2 separate regions of the Gossypium raimondii genome follow, and region 1 is linked to region 2. A link is a contact called in public Hi-C data. All regions are on one chromosome and are shown on one strand. The core of a region is the stretch at or near the end of the contact, and the rest is flanking DNA. Distances in the headings are between cores, read along the strand shown.

Evidence for each region. A called contact is a pair of places that touch in the nucleus more often than the background predicts.
Region 1: a Hi-C map of leaf shows a contact between it and region 2, with 3 times the contacts expected there. The contact joins the enhancer-like site here to the promoter of LOC105763144 in region 2. A contact is called at or near these places in 2 of 2 Hi-C or Micro-C datasets (both in leaf).

Annotation. Positions count from the first base shown.
Region 1 is chr12:8,512,546-8,517,755 of ASM2569854v1, forward strand. No RefSeq gene overlaps it. Among protein-coding and RNA genes, the nearest start is that of LOC105762334, 5.1 kb to the left of the region's middle. Within about 2 kb of position 1,881, the one cell type or tissue checked has open chromatin away from gene starts, as enhancers often do. A contact at or near this core is called in leaf, where this site is marked.
Region 2 is chr12:8,369,371-8,374,225 of ASM2569854v1, forward strand. It overlaps LOC105763144 (caffeoylshikimate esterase), which reads right to left and starts at 1,868. Exons shown (of 10, transcript XM_052625597.1): 1 at 1,407-1,868; 2 at 681-742; 3 at 402-583. The coding sequence starts at 726.

The DNA of each region.
Region 1 (5,210 bases), core at 631-3,130, 140 kb after region 2:
AGATTTATGTATTTTCTTTCAATTCATTTATTATTTATTATTCATTAGTGTATGTTTTATTTACTAATTATCGCTCCATGTTGTATATTGTCATTTATCGCATTCTATTCGCTTAAAAGGCTATGTTTGATATCATTCAAGCATCAAAATCATTTTATTCAAAAATTTTCAAAATTGAGATAATACTCGTATTTAGGATTTTCAAGGAAATTGAGCCCTAACGTATTGGATTCTGATTTTCTTCGTTAAATCTAACGATCGAGAGTTGCTCATTAATCAAAAAATAAAATGAAAAGCTTGTTGTCGGGAATTTAATATGTTGTATCCTAACGTATTGGATGTGACGTATTGATTTCTCGAGACAAATATTTAAAAAAAAAATGATAACAAAGGAAATATTCCAAGTTTAGGATTTTGAGAAATTGTGCCCTAACGTATTGGGCCGTGATTTCTTAAATCTTAAATAAATGGATATTCTTTTAAATTTTTATTATAAGAGTATTTTGGACTAAATCATTTTTGAGGAAATAGAATGTCGTGTCCTAACGCACTGGGTGTGACATTTTCTTTCTCTGAAATGATAAAGTCTTAATAAGTAACGTTTTTTAGTTTTTATTAAGGATCATATTTTTAAATTTTCGACATTAAGACACTAATTAATTAACTAGGTACCAATTTTGGTCGTTACGAGGGTGCTAATCCTTCCTCGTACATAACCGACTCCCGGATCCATTTTTCTAAAACTCGTAGACCAAAGCTGTTGTTTAGGTGATCCAATTACATCTCAATAAAAGATTAGTGGCGACTCCCAATTTTTGTTCTTTTTAAAGTCGACAACTAATTTTTGTTTTTTTCCAAAATAAAAAAATAGTTTCGACAAGATCATTTAGATTAAACCAATTCAAATAATCCAATTCATCTTTAAAAATTTAAAATCAAGATGAAAACATTTTAAAACAATACGAAATATAGAATTTTGAGAGTCAACAAGAGAGACCCTGTCTAGCATAGATGTATCATTACAAGTGAGGACTTGTATCGATACAAGTACCTCGTACTATAGCAGTGGACATACTGATACATTTGGCTACACGTACTGATACACTATAAAATCATTTCAAAATTCACACCTTTAATATCACCACATCAAACCAAAACATGATACACATACACAGTACAAAGTTATCCTACTTATCTACCAAGCTAGTTTATTTGGCAAGCAAGAAACCAATGATTAAAGTGCATAACCTTCTTATATTTACTTCATACTTCATCTAAGGCATTAAACCTAAACATATAATATGCACTTTAAACATAGTTTAGCCTAATAGACTTCAACAACTAGGTACAAGACACATTTTAACATTCAAAATAAACATTACAACTGTGGATGAGTTGAAATGAGAATCTTAGATATTGCTGAAGATCACGAAGGGTACCTATTCTTTCACCCGCTAATGACCCAGAATGCCAGACACCAACAAAATAAAATCACGATATAATCAACATACAATAAAAATGGATAATAATAATAATAAAAAGTAGATAAGTTGGTGCTTAAAGCATACAAATTTAAACTATATAAATCGAAAATAGTAATTTTGAGGCTAATTAGTGACTGAACAACAGCCAAGATCAACATTGTGATCTGTTTAATTGATATTCATCAAGAACAATTAGATTTCATTTTGCAATATTGAATCAATCACCCAAATAATATGAAACCAATGGTGTACATATGGAGGAAAAATAAAAACAGGAGAGGGTCAGTATTTGTTGATGCTGAGAGAAACAATTGACAAGAGAAGCTGATAGACAGTAACGGCGCTACCGTGCTGGGAGAAGGCTGGAGGCGAGATGGAGGTTGGGAAATTACGTCCATTGATTTAGGAAAGGCAAAGGGGAAATGAGAGAAACCGACGAGGGCTTGGTAGGGCTTAGCCTTAGATATATTTTTATAGGGGGAAATGAATTTGGGTTGTGCTTGTTATTTTGTTTGGGTTTGGACTTTGAATAAATTGTATTGTTTATTTTGGATTTGGGTTTGGCTGAGTAATATTTTGGATTTGAGTTTGGTATATATATATACTGTTCATGCCTTTCATGAATTTCTTATTATTTAAATGGATATATATTGGTTAATATTATTTAAAAAATATAAATAAATTTTTGAAAGATAATATATTTGTAATATTATGAATTATAAGAAAGAAAATTTGAAAAATAAAACTATTATAATAAAGTTTAAAATGATTTTAATTGAGTAAACTACCAAAATAGTCACTTTTGTTTCCCTTTGGTTACATTTTAGTCACTTATATTTGAAATGTTACGTTTTAATCACTTATGTTAACGTGTTGTAACATTTTAGTCACTGAGCCGTTAATTGTTGTTAATGATGTAATGGTAGTGATGTGGCACATTAAATCATCATTTTAAACAAAAATTTAGGTTAAATTATACAATTAGTCTCCATATTTTTTTCGTTTTGAGCAATTTAATTTTTTTTCTTTTATGTTAAAAGAGATGGAAAAAGAAGGAAAATAGAGGGAGAAGCATAAAAGACTAAAAAATGGGGAAGAAAAAAAAAGAGAAAGTTGAAAGAACATAAAAGAAAAAAAAACTGCTCAAAACGAAAAAATATGGGGATCAATTGTATAATTTAACATGAAATTTTTGTTTGAAATGATGATTTAACGTGCCACATCAGCTTACCATTACATTGTTAATGGAAATTTACGGCTCAATGGCTAAAATGTTACAACGCGTTAACGTAAGTGACTAAAACGTAATATTTTAAATATAAGTAATTAAAATGTAACCTAAGAGAAACAAAAGTGACTATTTTATAGTTTACCCTTTTTAATTTTAAAAATAAAGTTTAAAAGACTTTTTAATATCTTTTAGAAATCTATATATTTAATACTTTTAATTTTACAAACAAAGTTTTAAATAATTTCTTTCGGTACGAAACCAAGTTTTAAATAGTGTAAAAACATAAATTTGACTTATGAAAAAATAAAAATAAAAACAGTTCACTAACTTTGTTTGTTGGGATAATTTTCAAGATCAAATTGAGATCCTTTGTAAATTTTGAGGGTTAATTTTTTAAAAAATTATGACCAAGTCGATATAATATGTAAAAGTTGAGGGCTAAATTTGTTATTATACCGATTTTTTAACTGTCACGCTACCTCCCATCAGACATTTAATGGCACTTAACGGAAATGGGTCAAAAAAATAATTTTGATTAGTTAAGTGACCAAATTAAGAAATTGATAGTTGGGTGATAAAAAATAAAATAGGCAATAGTTGGGGTGGTATAATTTACTCAATTATTTAAATTCAAAATTTAATACTAAATTAATATTTTATTAGGTATATATTTTAATTAACATATCATTATTTAAATTTAATAGAATATATATTTTAAATTTCTTCTATGATTTTTATTTATTTAAAAACGATATATCACTTAAATTAATTTAAAATCTTAAATTAAAACATATTAAAACAAATTTAAAACAAAAACGTTTGAAGTTTATCTTTTAGATATTATTATTAATTTAAAAAGGTTTGTATTTTTATTTAAATTTTGTATTAATTTTTAAAATAGATATTATATGTAAAAATATTTTGTTGCCACATGCCAATAGGATAGGTATGACACGTGAAAAAGAATTAGGTTATCATTGTTACCTTATAATATAAATATACTTGTCTGGATATCCGTATCATGCAAGGACCAATTGTATGCATTATTAAAATGCAATTAATTATTTTTATGAATCTACTTAATTTTTTATAATATTTCACTAATAATTTGATTGTAAAATTAAATCATATTGATGTAATAGTTAACAAATGTCTTAAAAGCTTATTTAGAACTAATTGTTACTAAAATTATTTCTATATATATAAAATGATATTATGTATGTATGCATGCATGCTATCGTATATATAATAAACAAAAGAACTAAACAAGATTACTTCTTTTCCCATTTCTCGAATGATGAAATCAATAAAAATAATTGTTATATTTATATTTGATTCTTAAATTATTATATTATGTGATTAATACAAAGGTATATAGTATGATAATTAAATTAAATTAATTAGTATATAATGTGATAAAATTAAATTAAATTAAAATATTATATAATGTTATTAAATTAAATTAAAATATTATATAATGTTATTAAATTAAGTTAATAATGGGTCTCATACTATTCCACATCTCAATGTTTTTATATATGCTTCCTAAAATTTTTATATAATATATATGATATATGATATAATATATACGGTTGTTGCATGTAATTATATTATTTTGTGATTTGCGTTGAGATTTAAATTTTAAATTTTAATTGTAAGTTAATGTACGATGTTCAAAGTTATTATTATTATTATTATTATTATTAGTATTAATGGCAAGGAAATCATATTTAAAACTTAATTTAAAAATGAGACCCACTTTAAATATAATAAAAATGAAATATTTTATACCTCAAAGAACTATCTCAGATTTCAAAGTTTTCATATATGCTCTCATCTTTTGTATAATATATATGATATATGATTTAATATGTGTATTAAAGTTAGTTTTATCGGTTAAAACGATATTGAAATCCAAAATCGACACCGAACCAAAATTACATGGGTTAACTGACCACTGCAACTGAGCTAAAACTGAAACCAACCAAGACCGAATCGAAAAATGCCGAATTTGATTGGTTCGGTTGATTTAGTAGATTTTCATCGAATTTTTCTCACCTCTACTAATATTTCTTGTAACACCCCTCGCCGGGTCCGAGTTATAGGATACTATAGTCATTGCTAGAGCAACTATTGTCAAATAAACTGTAAATAAATCAATCAAACATTCAATCATGTCATAAACACATTCTCATTATGATACACAATTGAATCTGAGCCTTAATCGAGCTTAAGAAAGCTTTTTTGTTGACTTGAGCACCGAATAGGACCAAATTGTAAAGTTTTGAAAATTTAAGGTCGACGTCGTGATGTCGCCAAACAGTTGGGCCCATGTGTTAGGCCATGTAACTTACTGACTTGCATCTTAAAGGAAACATCAGATGACACACGACTGTGTCGCCAGACCATGTGAACCCAAAATTTACTTAAAATCAAACATTTTCAAAACCATTTCATGCATAAATATTCAATCCATTTGTGCACACTTTAAAGGG
Region 2 (4,855 bases), core at 618-3,117:
AATCAGAAAATAAAATAAAATAATGCCAACAAACGATCTTACTTACAGCTTATTCATTTCTTTGAACACAAATGCTGAGAAATTGTCTGCTCATTCTAATTACAACCCAAATTTCCTTTTAATCTAGCCATTCCTTTAACTATATATTAACTCAACCAAATCCTCTAAACAGTGCATGGAATTGTATACAATCAATATATGAAATATAAATCTTTTGAATACCAAAAAAAAAAAAATCCTCTAAACAGCATAAAGAAAACCCAGATAAAAGAAACCCATCCCAGAGCCATTGGAAGAAAAAAGGGGAAAAAAGGAACTAATACTCCGAGACAATACATAAATTTAGTAGCCAAAAGAAGGCAAGTATATATATTAGGAGGATGAAGTTGAAAAACAAAGACCTTGAACAAAATATGATCAAGTCCAAGTTGAATATGCTTAAAGGCTTCCCTGGCTCTCCTTCTAGCAGGTGCTTCATCCATATTAGCATCCAAAATCTTTTGCAACTCTTCATCCACCCCTTTAAACTTCAGGGGCTTAGCCATTACTCTGCTTTTTTCTCTTCTCCACTTCAACAAAAACCCTGCCAATAACCAGAAGTCTATCTCTTTTCAGATGCCAATTCCTCTACATAAATAGAAAAAAGTAATAACAATTAGGGGAGGGGGTTCTAGAGGTACCATAAAAAAGATGGCTCCGCAACAAGTTTGAAGATTTCAAAGCCATGTGGCCTTTTCTTTTCCTTTTGAGAAAAAAAAAAGTAGAAAGAAAAACAAATAAATTAAATTATATAGCTAAAATCCAGGAAATGGGGCAAAAAAATTGATAAGGTAAGAAATGTCAGCAAGCAAAAGTCCAAAAGTTGAAATGGAGAGATTCTTTTTAGAGTGCAGTAGTTTAGTTTAGTTTATTTAATTAATTTTCAAAATTTTGTTTTAAGAGTCAGATTTTAATAAAGGAAAATCGTACGAGGAAATTATTTGTTCTATTTTCTGATTAATTTATTACTTGGAAGATTCGCAAAGAGAAGGAAAAGGCGGTAGGTGAAGGTGATTGAGTTCTATAAAAGGAAGGAAAGTGCCCACGTTATCTCCCTCTCATTGTACGTGCTAAAATATTCTTCCCACTGTTTATTAAAATTAAAATTGTCATCCAAATATTTTTACAATTTAAGTATCTATTTCGATCATTTTGATATCTGCGGGAAGCAGAAATCTGATATACAATGAGCTGAACACAAAAAACAGTAAATTCCCTCATTCATGGCAAATGAAACAAGAATCATACAAGACTACTTCAAAGAAATTTCAGCTAATATTCACTATCTTAAAGCACATAACTTTGATTTCAATGTCCCAAATTTAATACAGAAAAAAGAAATTTGTTAGCTTGGACTTGGGAATCACTTTAACAGCAACCTGTTCTCCTTTTAACTTCCTTTCTTGAGCTTAGCAGAACAAATATACCCAACTTCTTCCCCAATTTCCAATTTACTCCTCAACTCCTTCAAAACCCCTAATCTTTTATCCGGTTCAACTCCATCCTCATCCTCCTTCGTCTCCGCAATTCCCGCTACGCTCCCACCGTCTCAAGACCGCCCGGATGTGTTTCGCCGGAGAAGGAGACGGAAACGATTTCTTAAGAAACCTCAGCGGCGTCGAAGGAGTTTTGGGTTTGGTTGGGTGAGCCGGACTCGGATTGTAAGTGGGAAGAAAAGGGGTGGTCGGAGGCAGGAGAGGCGGAGGAGATTTGGGTGGCTGAGGCAGGGTAGGATAGTTATTTTGGGTGGTTGTCTTTGGGTTTTTAAGGCTTGGAAGTACAGCCTCCCATCGTGAAGGAAGAAGAAGAAAACACTCAACAAGAAACTGCGGTTGCAGTTTACCTTTTTGCAAAGATCTTTGATGTTGCGTTCAGCTTATTGTAAGAAAAACACAAATTGAGAGCGACTAAAGGTAAGTTAAAATTGCTTTCTGTTAAATGTAAAAATAAGGATTGGCGATGAGATTAGATATTATAATATTATTATATAAAATAAAAAATAAATTAAATATATTGCATCTCATCGTTTATCTAAACTTACTTAAAACTATATATATATATATATGATATAAAATATCTACTTCAGATTTCCGTTTCTACTTTGACCAAAATCATCTAATCAAGTAAGGTGAGTATCTAAATTATAAATACTTTTAATATTTAAAATAAAATTTTGTTATAATTAAATGATTATGTATGTAGTTTATCCGAAGCTAATTCCACTTTCAATCATACATGTCTTTTACTTTTGTTTTTATTTTTCGTCTTTGTTGACATTTAAACTATCATTCATTACTTAAATTGACTCATAACATTAAAAATAATTAGTTACCATTAACACTATTAATATACTTTTTCTAATTACGTAAACAAATTTAAAAATTGACTCATAGCATTAAAAATAATTAATATTAGGTGCAAATTAAATTGTGCTCGAATTAAAATTAAAAATATATTGGGCCTACAAAATGGTTTTGGACTTTTCAATAAGTTTAGGCTTTCAAAAGCAAAAGGTTTGGATGTTAAATTAAACAAATTAATTTGGGCTTTAGAAACAAATTAAAACTAATTTGGGCCTTAAAATTAAATCTTAATTTAGTCTTTTTTATAATTAATTTGAGCTCTAAAAGAATCTTTCAACATTAAGCCTGAAAATGATTTTTATTTAACACTGATTTTTTAATTTTCTAAAAAGTAATTTTATTTTTTCCAACAAATTTCTTATTATTATTTTTCAAAACCAACATTCAAATATCCACCCCACTTCATGTCAAAATTTCAAAATTAAATTAAACTAAATTAGAATCTATTTAAAATTGATTTAAAATTAATTAAAGCCAAATTAAATAAAATCTAATTTAATTTAATTTCAGACAAAAAAAAGAATAAGTAATCTGCTACATTTGATAATTTTGAAGCCTAAGTCGAAATCCGCATCACCCTTCAAGTTGAGGTTGTAATGTATTTATATTATTTTCATTTTATAAGATCCTTGGCATGCATTTAAAGGCTTAGATTCAAACTGTATTTGTAAATTTTATTCTTAACTTAAATCTCTTTTGGTTTCCTAATGAAGTTTTACTCTGTTACTCATTTCGAATATACGTATGTCTTGTATTTTGAGTTTAAATGAGTTTATAAATTAAGTTAAAATGATTTAAAACTCATTGATATATTTTAGTAGTGTTTGGGGATGTTTTAGAGTGTTTTCAGATTAATTTTCAATTCTATGGGTCCAAGTGTAGGGACTTGGCTTAGTTGTTTTGGAACAATTGAGCCAAAGAGCTGAAATGAGCATGTTATTGGAGTTGTATCGGTACATCCCTCTAGAGGTACAGATACAACTTCCTTACACCTAGGCCATTGCACTACTTTAACTTGATTTGGCTTTTGGGGGCTCGCTTTAAGTTTCAGATAACTCCGGTTACTTCCAAACATGTTCTAAATGGTTTTAAATTATTTCTAAAATTCTCAAAATATATCAAATTTTATTCAATAATTTTGTAAAAAGAAAAATGAAGTTATGAATTTTTAAATAACTTTGAGATTTCGATAAGTAGTGCTTCGATGGCACTTTCCTTCATACCATAAGTTCAAATGGGTGAAAGGTGTTACATTCAAAGTTATCTATGCTTCCTAAGGTAAAGCTTTTCATTTGGCATGTTGGGCATGAAATCCTGCCTACTCATGCTAAGATATCAACTTTTAAGTCTTCTCTTAATTCTATTTGTTGTCGGTGTGGAGTTGATAGGGAGAACTCTTTGGTTGGCATGTATGATGACATAATTCTCACTTTTGATGCTTATTATTGTACTGATTGGTTAGATTTTGCTATGCGTAAATTGGACAGGACTGCCATGGCTAATTTTTGCATGTTTTTGTGGGAGCTTTTGATTGTGTGGAATGATGAGGCTTTGAACGAGCATCTTACTCCCCCTCCCCAACATTGCACTAAATTTTGCGTGGTTTCCACTTGAGGACTTTCGTGTTCATAATATGATTTATAGGCCTATTTTATTGAGGCAACTTCAGACTGAACGATGGTGTGCCTCTATCCTAAGTCGTGTAAAAATTAATGTTGATGCTTCGTGGGATGCTACCACAAATAAAGTTGGGTTTGGATGTATAGTGCAAGACGAGGATGCTTTGGTTATGGGCGGAATGGCGATGAGAGCCCCTAACTGTTTTGATTAGAATTTGGTGGAAGCTCGTGCGGTGATGATGGGTCTTACTTTCGCTCATGATATGGGCTTTATGAATATTTTTACTGGATCATATAAGTTTTCCTAGTGTGTCGCATGATTTGTCTTTATTGGGCCAAGTTGTTTTGAAGGCTCGTACAATGTTTTTAGACTTTGATGCTTTCGATTACTCTTTTACTTGTCCAGCGTCTAATAATTAGGGGTGTTCATTCGGTTAACCTACTCGAAATTGTTATAATCAAATTAACCGACCTTCCAAAAATTTTAACCATTAACCGAACCGAATTTTTTTAAAAAAATTAATCGAACCGAAATTTTTTCGGTTAATAAGGTCGGTTAACCAAATTAACCGAAAATTATGTGCTTTTTATTTTTGGTTAAAAATTACCCAAATTACCCGAAGTACTGAATTTTTTTGTAATTTTTATTTTTTTTATTTTTAAAATTTAAAAAATTCATAAATTATAAACGTGGCATCTAAGTGATAATTCATGTGTATAATAGTCAACAAAGTTAGCAAACATTATTCTTTTTCAACTATTTTGAGTTATTTAACAAACAGAGCAAATTTAAGTTACAAGCTCTTAAAATTACTGAATACCCACCTGATTTCT